Regions from separate parts of the Drosophila melanogaster genome. Here region 1 is linked to region 2. The links are chromatin contacts, called in public HiChIP or PLAC-seq maps. All regions are on one chromosome and are shown on one strand. The core of a region is the stretch at or near the end of the contact, and the rest is flanking DNA. Distances in the headings are between cores, read along the strand shown.

The links. HiChIP or PLAC-seq counts read pairs in DNA pulled down with a chosen protein or histone mark.
Region 1: a contact with region 2 is called in an H3K27ac HiChIP or PLAC-seq map of the Kc167 cell line, with 4 times the contacts expected there. The contact joins two enhancer-like sites. A contact is called at or near these places in 1 of 1 datasets of contacts at CTCF or cohesin (the Kc167 cell line), 25 of 107 Hi-C or Micro-C datasets (the Clone 8 cell line, the Kc167 cell line, the ML-DmBG3-c2 cell line and 10 more) and 2 of 6 datasets of contacts at active chromatin or transcription factors (both in the Kc167 cell line).

The regions. Positions count from the first base shown.
Region 1 is chr2L:16,469,376-16,474,140 of dm6, reverse strand. It overlaps dac (dachshund), which reads left to right. Exons shown (of 12, transcript NM_165162.3): 5 at 546-941; 6 at 1,069-1,371; 7 at 1,498-2,013; 8 at 2,202-2,285. Among named protein-coding and RNA genes, the nearest start is that of dac, 14 kb to the left of the region's middle. Within about 2 kb of position 2,645, at least 11 of the 39 cell types and tissues checked have an H3K27ac peak or open chromatin away from gene starts, as enhancers often do.
Region 2 is chr2L:16,394,345-16,398,877 of dm6, reverse strand. No RefSeq gene overlaps it. Among named protein-coding and RNA genes, the nearest start is that of jhamt, 31 kb to the right of the region's middle. Within about 2 kb of position 1,322, at least 7 of the 39 cell types and tissues checked have an H3K27ac peak or open chromatin away from gene starts, as enhancers often do.

The DNA.
Region 1 (4,765 bases), core at 1,396-3,895, 74 kb before region 2:
CTAAATGCATATAGTCATATAGTACACATGACAGCATATACATACATGTATATGTACATAGTGCAAACAAATGACAGCCGTAGATACACACGCCAGATAGAAAAGCATCTGTATATTTGCCGTGTGTGTGTGGGTGCATTTAGTTGTTGTGTTTAGTCTGGCCGCTCAGACAATAGACAGGCCATGTATAGGTATATATATATATGTATATATATGTATACAGTATAAAATTTATATGTGGCAGATACAGACAAGAACAGGTGTCAGTTGGGCGAGCCATCAAAATGAAAGGCAAATATTGGCGAGGATGGGCCAATGGACGAGTGAATATGTATTTCGAAATTAAAATATTTAGCAGAGCTCAGGACAGAGGCATGAAGTATTGATTAACGTTAAACTGCCAAGTAAATGTGGCTAATACAAATTAAAGTAAAATGGTTTAAAATTTAAATAATGGAATGGTACTGTCTAGAAAAATATATTAGTTAAGCAAAGTATAGAACGGATTAGCATAACTTAATTTTTAAATTTTTTATGTTTACCAGATATGAAATCGCCACTTTTGGCCAATGGCTACAATCCGCCGCCCATCAATCACATGGCCTTTATGCAGATGAACGCCCACCATCCGGGAGCGGCGGCTCTCATGTCGCCGGGAATGCCGCCCCACGGATTGCACGCCCGTCCCGAAAGTCAGATGCTCAAGGCCGCTGCACAGAACGCTGGCATGTCGGCGGCCAATATGGACGCCTTGGCCAGATCGGGAATCTGGGAGAATTGCCGTGCAGCCTACGAGGACATCGTCAAGCATTTGGAGCGATTGCGAGAGGAGCGAACGGACGAGCGCCAGCAGGCGATGGGTGTGGGTGGTGCGGTCGTCGATCGGGTGGGAAATGTGATGGTGGCCGAGCACAAGCCCAGGGATCTCAGCTCCAGGAATTGTAAGTAGAAGCATTGTAATCTACAAGATAATTTAAATTAACATACTAGCAAACTAGAAACAATACACCAGTCTTATACACGAGTTTTCAAATAAGGTTTTATGTTTTTTAATTCCCTTTTTTTCAGGCTCTCCCACGCGTCAGAGTCCGGTGCTGAATCTTAGCAAGTCCGGCGGAAACACAGACCATGGCGGAAGCAACTGTGACGCGGGCAGTGAGCGCAGCGATTGCCACTCGGTGGCAGGATCACCGGCAAGAGGGGGCTCCCGCAGCCTGGACGAGGGCAGTCGCAGTGGCGTCGGAGGTGGCGTTGCCTCCCATGTGGGCGGCGGCATAATCGGCGTCGAGGACGATGAGGAGGAAGAGGAGAACCTGAGCGACGAGAACCAATCCGAAGTCGATGAACGCTGCCTGGCCAAAGATGACGAAGGTGAGTGGACTTTACATTGATCCGATCCCACTTGTGCGATAAGCAGCAGTGCACAATGTGAGCGATAAACGATAAATGTGACATTTTCTGACTGACTTCGTTCGGAATTCGTGTCTTTTCTGACAGATTTGAGTGACACGGAACGTGATAATCTGTCCACGGGCTCAGCGGCCGCTGCAGCGGCTGCAGCGGCAGCGGCCGCACACCAGCTCCACCAGCATGCCGCCTCGCACCACCACCAGACGGTGGGTCTGTCCCATCTGGGTGTGGTGCCTCCACACCAGCGGGGCTCCCCCTCATCGGCGGAGGCAGCGGCAGCCGCGCTTCAGCACCAAAGAGCCTTGAACTACTCCCAATTGGCCGCAGCTGCAGCTGTGGCAAACGGGGCGGCAGTGGGTGGTGGTGCGGTGGCCAATGGGCCCACCGGCGGCGGTGGTGCCCTCACCCCCAACGAGGCGCTCCTGGCCGCCAACGATGCGGCCGCCCTGGCCGGAGGTCTGGCCCTGGGCCCCTTGGGCATCGATGCCCATGCCGCCGTGCCAGCCAGCTCCACGGAAACGCTGCTCAGGAATATTCAGAGCCTGCTCAAGGTGGCCGCCGATAATGCCAGGCAGCAGGAGCGGCAAATCAGCTACGAAAAGGGTGAGTCTTTGATTTGAAGTCTAGATATATATTAGTAGGAGTTCCATTTGATAAAAAGTATATATGACTGCATGAAAACGTATATTATTAAAAATGTTTCGAGTTTAAATTGCAGTTTGTTTTTTAAAGTAATGATTTAATTTCCAGCATTACTAATTTTTAAAATCTCCGTTCAAATATACTTTTAGCTGAGCTCAAGATGGATGTTTTAAGAGAACGCGAAGTGAAAGATTCGTTGGAACGCCAGCTGGTTGATGAACGTAAACTGAGAGGTGAGTAAATAAATTAATATAATTAATTAATTATATAAGACTCATGAAAATTCCGCCCCCTAAGCTTTAGAATATGTATTCCCATTTCTGATAGATATCTTCTAGTTGCGTCTTCAAATCTTCTTGAACCGCAAACCGGTTCACATTAGCGTCATTTCACTGTGAGTGGCGATCCATCCACAGTTGGTGCAGCAAATCGGTCCTGACAGTGCGCCACATTCGCATCCATGTCCACATTTAGCTCCAGATTCAGATTCATACTCACATCACGGCCAGCTCCTTCGCTCGTCCTATGCCGATTCCGACTCCAATCGGGCGCACTTAATGCAATCTGACTCAAATGACAATGACACCTGATATGCCGACTGTCTGCGAATGCCCCCCTCTTAACCCCTCGTTGGCCCCCTTAACCCCTCCACTCTGGTGGTCGTCGCCAGGTTGCGGGCTAAAAAGAAAAAAAAATATAAAGGGTTTTAGGGCTCAGGCTGCCGTTCTGTCTCTTGGCCTTTTTCAACAGAAATCACAATTCAAATGAATTTAATATCATTTCATTATTTAGTTACACTCGAATGATTGGCAAAAAGTAGCTAAACAAAAATGTGGAGCGAATTGGAGTTGAGAATGGGGATTGGGAAGTGGAATCCGAGTTGCACATACAGAAATCCTTTAATTGGTTGTTCTTCTGGCGTTTCCTTGTGATGACTTCTTGAAAAGACCTTAAAAGGGTTGTCAGGGGTTAAGGGTTGATTACCTTTCGAAAAGGCAGCGATGGTAAAGAACTAAGCCTAATTGAGAGAAAAGTTCTGAAAACAGAATCCACTCAACCAATTAACCAAACATAAAACTTAAAGAAGCTTTATATGAATTGAAAAGGGTATTTGATAATGTGTTGTTCTACACAAAAATAATAACTATGGCTTTAAGAAAAATTTTCGATTTGCAAATTGGAAAATTAACTAGTTTGAAGTAATTTCATGTAATGTTCCAATCAAAAACTATTTTACTCAGTAATTTTTCAATTGCACTTTTTAAAAATTGATCCATATATCGGCGGCCACTTTGTAATCAATAATCGCAATTCATTAGGCTTACAACTACTAAAGTTTGCAACCCTCAAATTTAGAAGCCGCCCAAAAAAAAACCGCCACCCAAAAAAACCAGAGCTCCACCCAAAAATTCAAAAAAAAAAAAAATAAAACAGAGAAAAAACCAAGAAAGAAACGAAAACAGCAGAATTACAATGCGAAAACAAAGGGAACCAGGGCAGACTATAATTGCCCACCGACTGACCGACCCGGCCATAACTTAATCTCCGCCTTTCCCCTTACTTTGTGGGAAAATTATGGAGGGAAATGCCGCACATAAATCAGCAAACGAAAACCGAAAAAAAAATTGCATGCAACTATGCAAAATGCCACACACGCATACATAGACATCTAATTGCAACTAATAATAACGCCGGCGATAAAAATCACAGCCATGTACGGGCTTGAGTTTCCACTTTTCGAGTTCCAGAACATGGCAACAATTGGCCATTTGCTGTGGGTGAGCGTGGGTGCTGGCGTTTTGGAATGGCGCAAAATCGAATCGAATCGCATCGCATGGAATATGGAATGGAATGGTGCTGCGGATGGAGGGCAATGCCATCAGCCGATCCTCGCTGAAATTCAATATGCCAGCAACAGATTTTGGATTTGATTTGAGGTTGATTTTGTGGCTCCACCCTCAAAACGGCTGTCACCACGCTTCATCGCATCCATCCGCATCGGTGCAGTCGATCAGGTGCACTGGCAAAAATGTTCTGTGCTAACGAAAAATTCATATCAAAATTAAATAAATTATTGAACTATATGGACAAACTTTATACAGAAGTTTTCTGAAACTTTTGCTGTTTCAGGAGCTTGATGTTTTCTTTTTTTGTAGATAACAGACTTAAGATTGAAATAGGTTGTTTTTATTTAAATTTTTTTAATATAATTTGAAAATTACTTTAAAACCCTAAAAAAAATACAAAGCTGTTGTGCCGCCTCGTTCATTTGTTTCTGTGCACTTTTTCTATGGCCCGCGATCTGGAATGATTGCAAGTCAGGATCAATAAACATAATTGCGCCCACACACACGGCCGGATGCGCACTTGAATTGGCACAGGCAACGAGCCAGAGAACTGGAGGCCACAACCAAAGCCCAAAACCCGATCGTAAGCCAGAACCAGAAAACCGGGGAGACCCAGAATCGTTTGAATCGATCAAATTACCAGTTACCAGTACGAGATCGCCGCACGATCTATCTATCTATCGCTCATTTGGGCTCAGTATTTGCTGTTGTTCTGTTTTCTTCTCCTATCTCCTGACATTTCCGTGGAAGGAATTTTGTGTTAATGTTCGCATCATGATTTGTGCAGAATGGTGGTGCTTTCGCAGGGATCAGTGGGTCAGTGATAGCAATCTATCTGTTTAGAAATACAATCCTGCGAAGTGCAA
Region 2 (4,533 bases), core at 73-2,572:
GTTGCAGATCTAGAGTGGTCGGCAATTTGGGCGGGTGGGGTATCCAAACAGAGATATTTCTGCCTAGATTGGGTTGTCACCAAGTGTTGTCGACGTGCTGGAAAAACTGGAAAAAAGTGATCTGGAATCCAATGGCTATGTTTGGCCAGGAAAATTGTTGCTTAGACAGATAATCAAATATTTGTGCAACTTTGAGAAAAAATGCTTAAATGGATATATGGTGGACGTCTCACTGCATAAATAACTTAATTTTTTTTAGCCTAAACATATGTTTATGTTTTAATATTTTGTGTTAACATTTAGTTTAATTTTAAACTCAAATTTAACTAATTTTATTTATAATTATAATGCTTAATTTTTAAAGCTTTATTATAGTGCCTATACAATGGCAAAGAAGTAACTTATCAGTTAAATTTTAAAGTTGTCAGTTAGTTTCTTGCTAAGCGAAACTCCTTTCACAACCTTCACGTCAATTTCGGGTAATAACTCCCCCAAGTCAAATATTTCCGCATTACCTCGATCGTCTAATATTGACTGCTCCCCAAACCGCCAAGTCACTTAGCCGGCTTTAACAAATAGCCCAAAGGACAAATGGGCCAGGCGTAGAACAACGACATAAACACATGAATAATGCAGGCTGTTTACTGGCGACCACGCCCACTCGCCGCCAATCGACGAACGCCTAAGCATCGAAATTAGCGCAAATAACAATTAAAAATGCTTGAATGCATTTAATTATTTTGTTGATTGTTTGTGCAAATATGTATGGTCAAATCAGAAAAACTAATCGAAAATGCAATGGGAAAATACATTTTGCGCAAATTAATTAAAATTATCGAGGCGAACGGACAAATCAACACACACAAACCAAAACAAAAAAAACACTGAAATAACAAATGGCAGAGCCAAAGCAACTAATTAATGAGTTGATTAATAAACAATTAGACGACGGCGCAGGGGAAATAGTTACCAAATCGATGCCAATTTATGAGCTGGTAATTGACGCCCACACACACGAAAAATCGGGCCCATAACTCAGCACTTTGGCCAAGTGGCGACTGTTGTAAATCAAGTGGGCCCGAGCCATTGAGCCAACTTGTTTGCCGCTTTTTTTTGGCATGCAAACTTGGCACAGCTGGAGTGGAAAAAAGTCTGGATGGATGGAGGGGGGGGGGGGGGAACTGGCAGTATGCCTCTGCCCACTTCTCAGATCCCCCGACTAGATACCCGAAAATTTTTTAGTTAGCCTCCTTCAACGGCTGGGCGCATAGTGCTAGGCACAAAAGGTGGGTGGAGCAGCTGGGATCCCGGTGGCAGCCACTGCACTTGGCTTCTGCAGTTGCAAATTTCTTACTCCAGCTCACTGTGCGCCTGTGTAGCCCGGCCACGCCCAGCCTTTTTCATTTTCTTATTTTTTTGTTTTTTGTTTTTACTTGGCCCGAGGTTCTTTTTGGGGCTCACACACACACACAGCAACTGGCAAACTGATTGTTCAGATAAGTGGGCCCACGACTTGACTATGCCTCTGGTTGGGCATTACAATACCCGTATTGGTTCAGTACCAAGCGAAAATATGTTAATTGCAGCAGCGCCAAACAGAAGCCCCAAACGGTTGGGGCGGTTGGGGGGCTTTCTTAGTTTCTGGGAGGTGTATCTGATTGTCAGAGTTCAAATAGCAATTGAAATAAACGTCTCAAAAGCGTTAATTGCTTCATTAACGCGCAAATTACCATACAAATGAAGGCATTATCAGCTCTAAATGGATAAGTAAAGTTACTTTTGGTATTTTGGATTTGCATTGTATTTTTTCAAAAGCTTGTAGTGCAAATAGTGTCTTATTTATTTGTTTTTTTTTTAACTGATGTTTCCTGGATTCCAAAGATCGCCCAAGGAATTTCAAAAATGGCAGCAAATTGAAATTAATTTAAAGACACGGGAAAGCGTTAATTGAACAACATTAGGGCCAACATTTGATTGCTTAATTTACATGAAAATTAACTAAACCAGACGCTGGGCGAGAAGGCGAAATCTCGGAGCAGCCGGAATGCCCAAGGAACATGCCAAACTAGAGTCGGAAATAATGGGTCAGGGACCCAGGGAGCAGGAGCCATCCCTTCGCCGGCTTCGAGGACAGTGCGGAGTTCATAAAGACGCAGACCATTAAGACGGTTTAATTCTTGATTTTACACCCTCGTCTTGGGTATAAATATATATATACTTTTTTTGGGTCCAAGGAGTCCGAGAATTCGGTCGTGGCTCATGACCCACGAGGTCTGTCAATTTCTGGGCTCTACGCCCCTCGTCCGTTGTCGTTTTATTTTTAATTTCGTCTGAGCGAGTCTTTTTTATGCCGTCGAGGCTCATTAGATTTGCAAAGTGTTTGGCCTTTCTCCGCTGTCGATGGTGGTCGTTAATGTTATTATGTTGTTGGTCTCTGGACCCCCAAGGTTACTGGCCAAATGCAATTGGATTAATAAATGCCATTAGGCATTGCAAGTGTTTTATTTTTATTCCGTTTTTTGGGATGGATAATTTGTATTTATGCTGTCATTTTATGCCACATTTAAGTCGAGTTATGGGCGAGGACAAAAAGTAAGCATAATAAATTATAAGGGAAAAAAGGTTCCCAACGGAGAATAAAATCAATAAGAACATAAGTAGCTTAAAGAAAATCATATAGTTGAAAACTAATATTGTTAAGAAATTCGTTAAGATGTACTATGCAGAATTATTAGAGAAAATTCATATTGAGCTTTAATTTTACGCCACATTACTTACGCATTATATCGGGCTACCAAAAAAAAAAAAGAAAGTTATGTTGCTGCAGGATATGGGAAAGGAAATGGAAATGAGACAAATGTCAACAATCGCTGGGTTATTTTGACAGTTCATGGGGTGACTTTGTGGGTGTGTCCCCGACACTTGGCAAACAAATTTTCCAGCAGCAATTAGACCAGCGCGTTTTTTATTTTAATATAAATGAAGTGAAATTAAAAGGCAACTGTTGACAAAGGCCAGAGAGTCACATGTGGTCACGGCCAGAGTGACTCCGCCATCAAGTTTGACGCTCATCATCGTCATCAAAGCAGACGCACGTGTCTGGGCGGTCAACTTAGTCCAGCGGCAAATGCTTTTGACACCTTTCACCCGAACGGGTGTGAAAAAGGCCCGAATAAAAGGTCACAAAGCTGGACAATTGCAGAGGTCCCTCTGGTCACTCGGGGTCACTCGGACCCCAAATAACCTTTGCCTGACAGCAGAAACGCCCCGAGTTCACAATAATCAAAAATTCCTGGTCACTTGCTAATGAAGGATTTCAACGGGAGCTCAGTGAACTTGAAATTTGAGGAACTCTGGAATAGCGCATATCGATAACCTTCAGACTGGCACAATTTGAGATATAAGTTTGACAGGTGATTTGCTCAAGAAACTGAGGTCAAAGTTTAGCCAATAAAATGGGTTACACTTTATATAGTAATGAACTACTCCGAAGAACTTATTTTCATACGGGCAACCCTTTGAAATTTCGTTTACTTCTCCACTCTAAGCTAATTATTTGTTAATCAACGCTTACTACACACACTTAATGTATTTTAACACACATCAGACAATAACCAAATTTAGGCATTTCCCCAGGGATTACGTCTTCTGAAAATCAAAGTCGACAGAAAATTCCGCCGACGCCCAAGTAAATTGAATTCTTTTTCGGCAAACGAAACTAAACGAATTAAACGTGTTCGGCTAGAGACCTCTTCATACACATTTATACACACGTATATAGGCAACGACCACGCCCACAGGAGGTGGAAAAAATAATTAAATGATAAACTAATCTACACCCAAGCCTTTAATAATCAGGCGCCAAAGAGGAGGAAACGAGAGGCCAGCAACTGATAGAGTTAGAGAGATATAGAGTCTGTGTTTTTCGGGGAAGAAGTGGGGCCAAAATTGGGCGGAAAAATGGCATGAAATATATATGTACATACATAAATATATATCCGAACGGGTGTCCTTGCTGGGTTCGCCGCCTGGGCAAATAATTATTATTTTTCGAAACTATAAATCTGCTTACAAAATATTTTCGTGCATTTTTCTCCATGCCACCCACAGCGAAGGGGGTTAAATGGTGGGTCTGTAAGGGGTTAAGCGAGGAGGAACACCAGACTGCGCCAGCTTCGGCAATGATATACAGTTTTCAATTAAAAATTATAGTCTAATGAAATTTTCCAGCATCGCCGGCAGCAGAGTATTCTGGGCTTTTTATTTTATTTTTTTGGTTACCGAGAAGGGGGGCGGAGAAAAGTTAATTGCCAGTTTCTGTGAGCAAAGCAACCTTTAAAAGGTTTTGCCAAAAAAGGGTTTCCCAATCCACCTTTAGTTTGTGTGAATTTTCTGCCTTACTACTCCCCAATTATTTTCATGTCTTGCAGTGGCTCAAACATTTTGTCAACTTGTTGGGACTCTTTTGATTTATGCTATTTACTTTTTATCAACCTGCCGTCTGCACTGGCTCAAAAATAATTACAAAGCCGG